Linked DNA regions of Rattus norvegicus: region 2 is linked to region 1. Evidence: chromatin contacts called from public Hi-C data. All regions are on one chromosome and are shown on one strand. The core of a region is the stretch at or near the end of the contact, and the rest is flanking DNA. Distances in the headings are between cores, read along the strand shown. Region 1 overlaps Mapk1 (mitogen activated protein kinase 1). Region 2 has its middle 31 kb from the start of Ppm1f.

Region 1 (3,156 bases), core at 434-2,933:
GTAAAAACATAAATAATACGAGTGAGGAGAGATGTGACTTGTATTTTCCCATGGTGACACTGTAGTTGGCCAGCCATATGCAGGCTGCTGGAGGTAAGGCAGGTGACCATTTTTCTGAACACAGACAAATGGAGGCTGACTGGACGATAGATGTGGTCATTCCCACCATCCACCGCTGGGAATCAGCAACAACCTCTCACCTTTCAGAATCCCAGTCTACTATCCTCACTGCCCACCAGGGCTTAGTTGTTCTTAGTAAGAGAAAACTTGGGTGTTAACAACACATCCCATTATGAGCACAGGTGACTATCCTACCCAGTCATCCTGAGAAAGGGAGTCTTCCAAAGAAGAGAAAGAAGACACAATACTTTGAAAAGACTTTGTAAACTCTGGTTTTGACTGTGGGAATGGTGGGTATCTTGGGAAGCCAGCAAGTCTATGAGTGTAAGAGACACCAATTGCACAGCGACTCCTATAAAGTTTATGTGATTGGTGCTGGCTTATAGTTGAGAGGTTTAGTCCGTTATCATCATGGAGGGAAGCACAATGGCTCACTGTAAGACATGGTTTTTGGAGAGGTAGCCAAGAGTTCTACATCCAGATTGGCAGGCATCAGGAAGACACAGTGAGCCTCTGGGCCTGGCTTCTGCTTCTGAAACCTCAAAGCCCACCCCCAGTGACACATTTTCTCCAACAAGGTCACACCTACTCTAACAACTCCATACCTTAATAATTGTGCCTTTCCCTATAAGCGTGCAGAGACCATTTTCATTCAGACCACCACACAGTACCAACTCAGCTCTTAAGAATTGTCTGAAAAAGATGGCTGTGGCATGAGGGCAGAGCCTTTAGGACCTGCACATTACACTTGTGGTGTGGGTGTGAGAGTGCAGTGATCTTTTGACAATCTTTTCATCCCGTTACATTTTTACTTTGCCATTTTGTGCTGTTGCCTTTACTGTTCTCACATGGCTCAATCCTTACTCCTGAGTTTATCTTTGTTTTACAGGACAAGGGCTCAGAGGACTGGACGCGTTCAGATGTCGGTGTCCCCCCAGTTCTTGACCCTGGTCCTGTCTCCAGCCCGTCTCAGCTTACCCACTCTTGACTCCTTTGAGCCGTTCCGAGGGGCAGTTCTGGTCGTAGTGGCTTTTATACTTTCACGGAATTCTTCAGTCCAGAGAGTTCTCCTGCACCAGGCCCTGCACAGTTGCACTCAGTGCACTCAAGTGCTCACTGTTGTTTAGTCAGTAACTGCTTTCTGGTTTGAAAGATGCAGTGGTTCCTCCCTGCCCTGAATCCTTCCTACATGTCACCTACTGAACTGTCAGCCTCCTCAGAGCAAGTCTTAACAGACTTGTTCCAGTTATGCCCACCCACCTTACATTAGGGAAGGCTAAGACATAAGGCACCTTAAGTCAGTGACAGCTCCAAACTTACACGCCATCTGTTGGCTGTAGCTGTCTGCTCAGATCGGAGCTTTCGGGCGGCCCTGGATGGTGGTGCAGGCTGCAGGGGCAGGCGCTTCTGTTGCAGGAGTCCTTTGGGGCATTTTTCTGGGTATCGTGTAAGTCCCAAATTTAAACTATGTGGTATTTTCCCAGCTTTTTAAGAATGTGGTCATTGTTTAAATGAAATAGAGAGGAAGCATTGCACCAGCAATGATATTCTTCAGGTTTCTATGGTTACTCTATTGTAATGGAGGTGTGGTGCTTGCCAAAATGTTACACACTATCCTTAGCCAGAGATTGAAAGTAACAGCTGTGCTTGTCATTCGCTGCAAGATGGACATGCACAAAGCTGTGGAAGTTTCCAGAAAAGTAGAGAGCAGGCTGACCTAGATGTTCAGGGTGGAGCGCCATACAGCCTTGAACTGTCCCACACAGAAGGCTGCTTTGTAACCATGCTCACTGCCTGGGGATTTAGTTAAAGGGAACACTGCATCTTTGAGTGAGAAAGTGTACAGTTCTTCTCCTGCAGCATGTCAGCACCGCGAGCTCATCTTTCAGCAGTGTAATGACTTGTATGTAATAAAGCCTTCATGAGCTCTCCTCACGAAGCTGTTGCCAAGTTAGAGATGTTTCTGGTACTGCTGAGTTAACGTCATAAAAGGCTAGCAGTAACTGTTGAAGCTCTCTTTTTCTTTCCTTCTCTCCTATATTTTGTTCCTGCACTGTGTGCTGTGGAGTTGATGGTGTTATCCCAGTGCAGTGCCTCCCAACCCCTCACTGCTCTCTGATGAGAAATTTGCCTTGTTCAATACTTACTGTGCTATTGCATGACTGTTAAGGTCTCTGTGCAGAGACCAATGTCCAAGTGTCACATCCTTTGGTTGAGTGAAATCTGTTGTGACCTCTGAGTTGTATTCCATGAAGAGAATGCTACCCAGAAGATAATATAGGAAAGATAATTATATTATTAACTTTTCATTTCTCAACTGTCCTTTTATTTTCTTGGTTTTTATTTTATTTTATTTTATTTTGATAGCAATGGAAAATGGGTTCTATAGACTGCCTGTTAGTATGAACAGCAGTGCAATGCACTTGTAACTCATGGAAATAAATGTACATCTTTATCTTTACACCGATGATAAGATGCAGTGTTGATTTCCTCTGGATCGGTGTGTCCTAATCAATTTATAACTTGTGCTTCAGACAGAACTGTTCATGGGCCTTACTCTATTTCTCTCCACCCCACTCCCCATGCACTGCCCCACACATCAGTTTACATAAGATGGCATGCACCTTTAATCCCAGCATTCAGAAGTCAGAGGCAGGTGGGTCTCTGAATTGGAAGCAAGCCTGGTTTGCATAGGGAGGTCCAAGACAGTTGGGACTTTCTAGGCCCTGTCTCAGAAACCAAAAGAAAGGTCCTCCCCTTCTGCCCTGAAGAGCAAATGAATCTGACATGGTCCTCTCTTAAAACCAGGTCTCAAGTAGTCAGAACAAACATACCGAGGTGGAGTCTGGTTCCCTCTGAAAAGGGCCTTCTTGCCCCCAGGAGTGGGGGGAGGGGCGCAGGTGTCTGTTCAGCGTCCCATGGCACCCGCCACCACCACCCCCCCCATGGCACCTGCCACCAGATTCAGGGGACACTCACACCTCATACGGCTCATCCCAGGAACCAGATCTCAGTTCTTGGTGTAAAGCCCCGCTA
Region 2 (3,276 bases), core at 84-2,583, 100 kb before region 1:
CTGTAGGGAAGCCAGGCCAATTTGTGTGACGCAAGCTGGGCTGGTTTGCTTCAGCATCTGTAGCCTCCAGGGACCGTCTTCTGGAGTCCCGTGCTTTTGCACTGGACTCTTTGGCTTTACCAAACACACCAAGCTTTGCCATTTACATGCCATGTGGGCCTTGCCAAGGGTTATTTCAGGGGGCTTCCTGGGAGTCTTGTTCTAAGACACCATGTTCCTTTAGTCTTAGAGACAAGTCCCAAGGTTATGAGCTCATAGGACAGTCTTCCCCTGGGGCCCCTATACTGGTGTCAATAAACCATATATTCAAGATTCCTGAGTGCTACTGCGTCTGTCCCCTGTGTGCCTGTCTACAGTTAACCTGTGTATCCAATACTCAAGTATTTTAAAAGAAGGTGTTCTAGAGAGTTCAGCCCATGGTTGATCCCGTGTGCTTGAGCAGGAACACGTGACAGACTTCATGACTGTCTACCTCAAAGCCAACCCAAGAAGAGTGGAGAGAAGTGACCGGGGACCCACAGGATGTGATCAGCTTCCAAAACCCAAGTCCTGCCTGCTGGTTTCCGCAATTTCCCAAAATAGCACCAACAGCTTGGTACTTGGGACAGAGCATTGAAAACCTGAGCCTTCAAGAGACATGGTGGGTCTGGGGACCTCTTGGCATCCAGGGTGTGTTTGGAAGCTGCTGAAGATTTGAGAAAGTACCTAGCCAGCTGGTCCTGGGACTCATCCTGAGATTGTCCATCCCACCAGCTGTGGGGTAGAGGGTCAGGCCCCTGGGGAACCCAGCATTCGGGCACTGAGTACAAGGTCCTCCAGTGAGTTGGGGCCACCTCTGGACATAGACCCTCACAGAACCACCTGCATGGGCACTAAAGCGCCAGGCATTTCTTGGGCTTCCACCCTGCTCTCTGCCTGGCACTTGCCATGTCCTTCATGCAGGGCCAAGGGCAGAAGCTCACAGAAGACGGGGTGCACAGTGGGAAGCACAGCCCGGGGGCTCTGGTGAGTGAGTGCACTGAGCGCCCACTGCTGACTTCTGAGACGCGGTTATGGGTCACTCTTTTTGTTTACATTTCCCCTAAGTTCTGTTTTCTCAGCACAGCAGACATGCTTTTGTGTTCAGTCTAATTTTATCTCAGTAGAACAGACAAATGTTAAAATTCCACGGTTTTGGGTTTATTGTCTGGAAATACCCAAATAAATTGCTTTCACATTGTTGTGACTAAAACACTGAAGAAAAGCAAGTGATGGAAGACAGTTCATTTTGGCTCACAACCCATCCAGGTAGGGTGTGAGGCCAACCGAGCAGCCCAGAAGAACAGATCTCATCCATACAGAGGAAGCAGGGCCAGCTACAAACCTTCAAAGTCCACCCCCCAGTGACCCACCACTACCCTCCACTGCACTTCCTGGAGGCTCCATAACCTTCCCAAACAGTGCCACCAGCTGCAGACCAAGTGTTCAGATCTCCGGGGACATTTCATACTCAAGCCACCACACCGAATAATCCAAAAACACCACTTAAAAATCTCTAAGGAGAGTCATAAAGAGCTTAGGGTTGCCATGGAAACAAAGCTGCAGCACAGAGCTGTGCATCAGGATTTAAGCACAGTTCTAGAACGGAGCCAAGTTAAAAGATGGTGTGTGCTAAGTCTAGAAACATGCTTGCCAAGAGCAACTGAAATACCTGACTTGTAGTGAGTCTGCTTTAGGCTGGACGTGGTGATGCACACCTTTAATCACAGCACTGAGGGAGGCAGAAGTAGGGTGATCTCTGAGTTCTAGGTTAACCTGATCTACAGAGAAACGCTGTCTTGAAACCTCAGCTGGTGAGATGTCAGCAGTAGCATAAGAGAGGGATGTTAAGACTAAGGGTCTCTCCACAGACCTCGTAGTGCCTGGGCAGCCAGGTAGATCCACAGTCCAGGTAGCTAAATCAGGGTATGAAGGGCGGCAGCTGAGGGAGCCTGCCCTGATGGCGAATTTCAATGTCAGACAAGGCTCACTGATCTAATGAAAAGCTTGAAACTACAGAACCCAGTGACTGGTCCTTAAAGACTTGCCAGAACAGGTAAGGGACCTGCCTCAGAACAATTATAGCAAGTGGCCTTTAAGAGAGACCTACCTGGATCCACTGAACTCCCCATCTGACTCTAGACCTGCAGCCCTCCGTCCCTCCACAGTGACTTGCAACTCCTGCCACCTCACCCACCTTGCTGGTTAGAATGGAATTTGCTCCCAAAGTCTTCAGTGCAATAAGCACATGCAGGGTCAAGTGGATTGGAGCCCCCAGTACCCAAGAAACCGCTCTTCAGGACAACTGAAAGCTGCCTCGGTACCCTTGGGGATCAATACATCATTTCAAGTCAAGACAACTGAGAACCGGCAGGGGCAGGGCTCAGTCCAGCCATGTAGAAGACATCATCCTGACATCTCACACAGCTCCGAGGGATAACAGGGCATCCCACAAAGCCATCTACCAAATCTCCACCAAGAGTGGAAGATATACTGCCTGCAAAGCCTACACGAGCAGTTCTTCAACCCGAGGAAGAGGCAGTTTTCAGAATCTCTGTGGTTTCTGTCATTTGGTTTGTGATTCCTTCATCAAACAGGGCGGGGGAGGGGGGATGCAAGTGAGGGTAGGGTGGGTCATCCAAAACTGAGAGTGTGCGAGATGCTGGAAGAAACCTGTTACTACTGTATAAACTATCTCAAGTCAAGATGCTCCTCCCTTGCTCTCACTCTCTCTCTCTCTCTCTCTCTCTTGCTCTTCCCCCTCGTCCCTTCTCTCCCCATTCCCCGCCCCCACTTTCCTCCACATGCTCATGGCCGGCCTTTACTCCTCTCCTCGTCTACTCTTCTCTCATTAAACCTTTCCACGTGGGGGGAAAAAAAAGGAAGCCTTCCGATAAACACCATTTCTGCTTTTTAAGTATTCTTATCTGATCCTGAGAACTAGGAGAGGCCCGGGTGCCTTCACCTTGCTGGGGTTTACTATCCCGGCCGGCCGCACTCCTTCCCCAGCCCTGGCTCAGCCCAGGCCCTGTCCACTTTGCCTTTTGGGGCCTCTTCTGTTCCCCAGCCTTGTCTGCCTTGTTTCTTTTACCCTCCCCCAATTACCCAGACGGGCCATCCCGTTGTAAACTATACTTTATGGGAAGCAGCATAAACTGCTGTTGGGACTGGGGCACTGGGGACAGGGTTGCTAGGGCTGCAGAGTGGCAGAGCCAGGCAAGAGGCAGATAGAGTCTTTTTTAATTTGTCCTTTCGCAC

Evidence for each region. Hi-C and Micro-C count contacts between places; a contact is called where the count stands out from the background.
Region 2: a Hi-C map of frontal cortex shows a contact between it and region 1, with 1.8 times the contacts expected there. The contact joins two enhancer-like sites. A contact is called at or near these places in 5 of 12 Hi-C or Micro-C datasets (the A7r5 cell line, Schwann cells, frontal cortex and 2 more).

Annotation. Positions count from the first base shown.
Region 1 is chr11:97,464,193-97,467,348 of GRCr8, reverse strand. Mapk1 (mitogen activated protein kinase 1) reads left to right here. Exons shown (of 9, transcript NM_053842.2): 9 at 1,010-3,156. Among named protein-coding and RNA genes, the nearest start is that of Ypel1, 25 kb to the right of the region's middle. Within about 2 kb of position 1,683, at least 29 of the 93 cell types and tissues checked have an H3K27ac peak or open chromatin away from gene starts, as enhancers often do.
Region 2 is chr11:97,565,663-97,568,938 of GRCr8, reverse strand. It overlaps a transcript of Ppm1f not described here. Among named protein-coding and RNA genes, the nearest start is that of Ppm1f, 31 kb to the left of the region's middle. Within about 2 kb of position 1,333, at least 28 of the 93 cell types and tissues checked have an H3K27ac peak or open chromatin away from gene starts, as enhancers often do.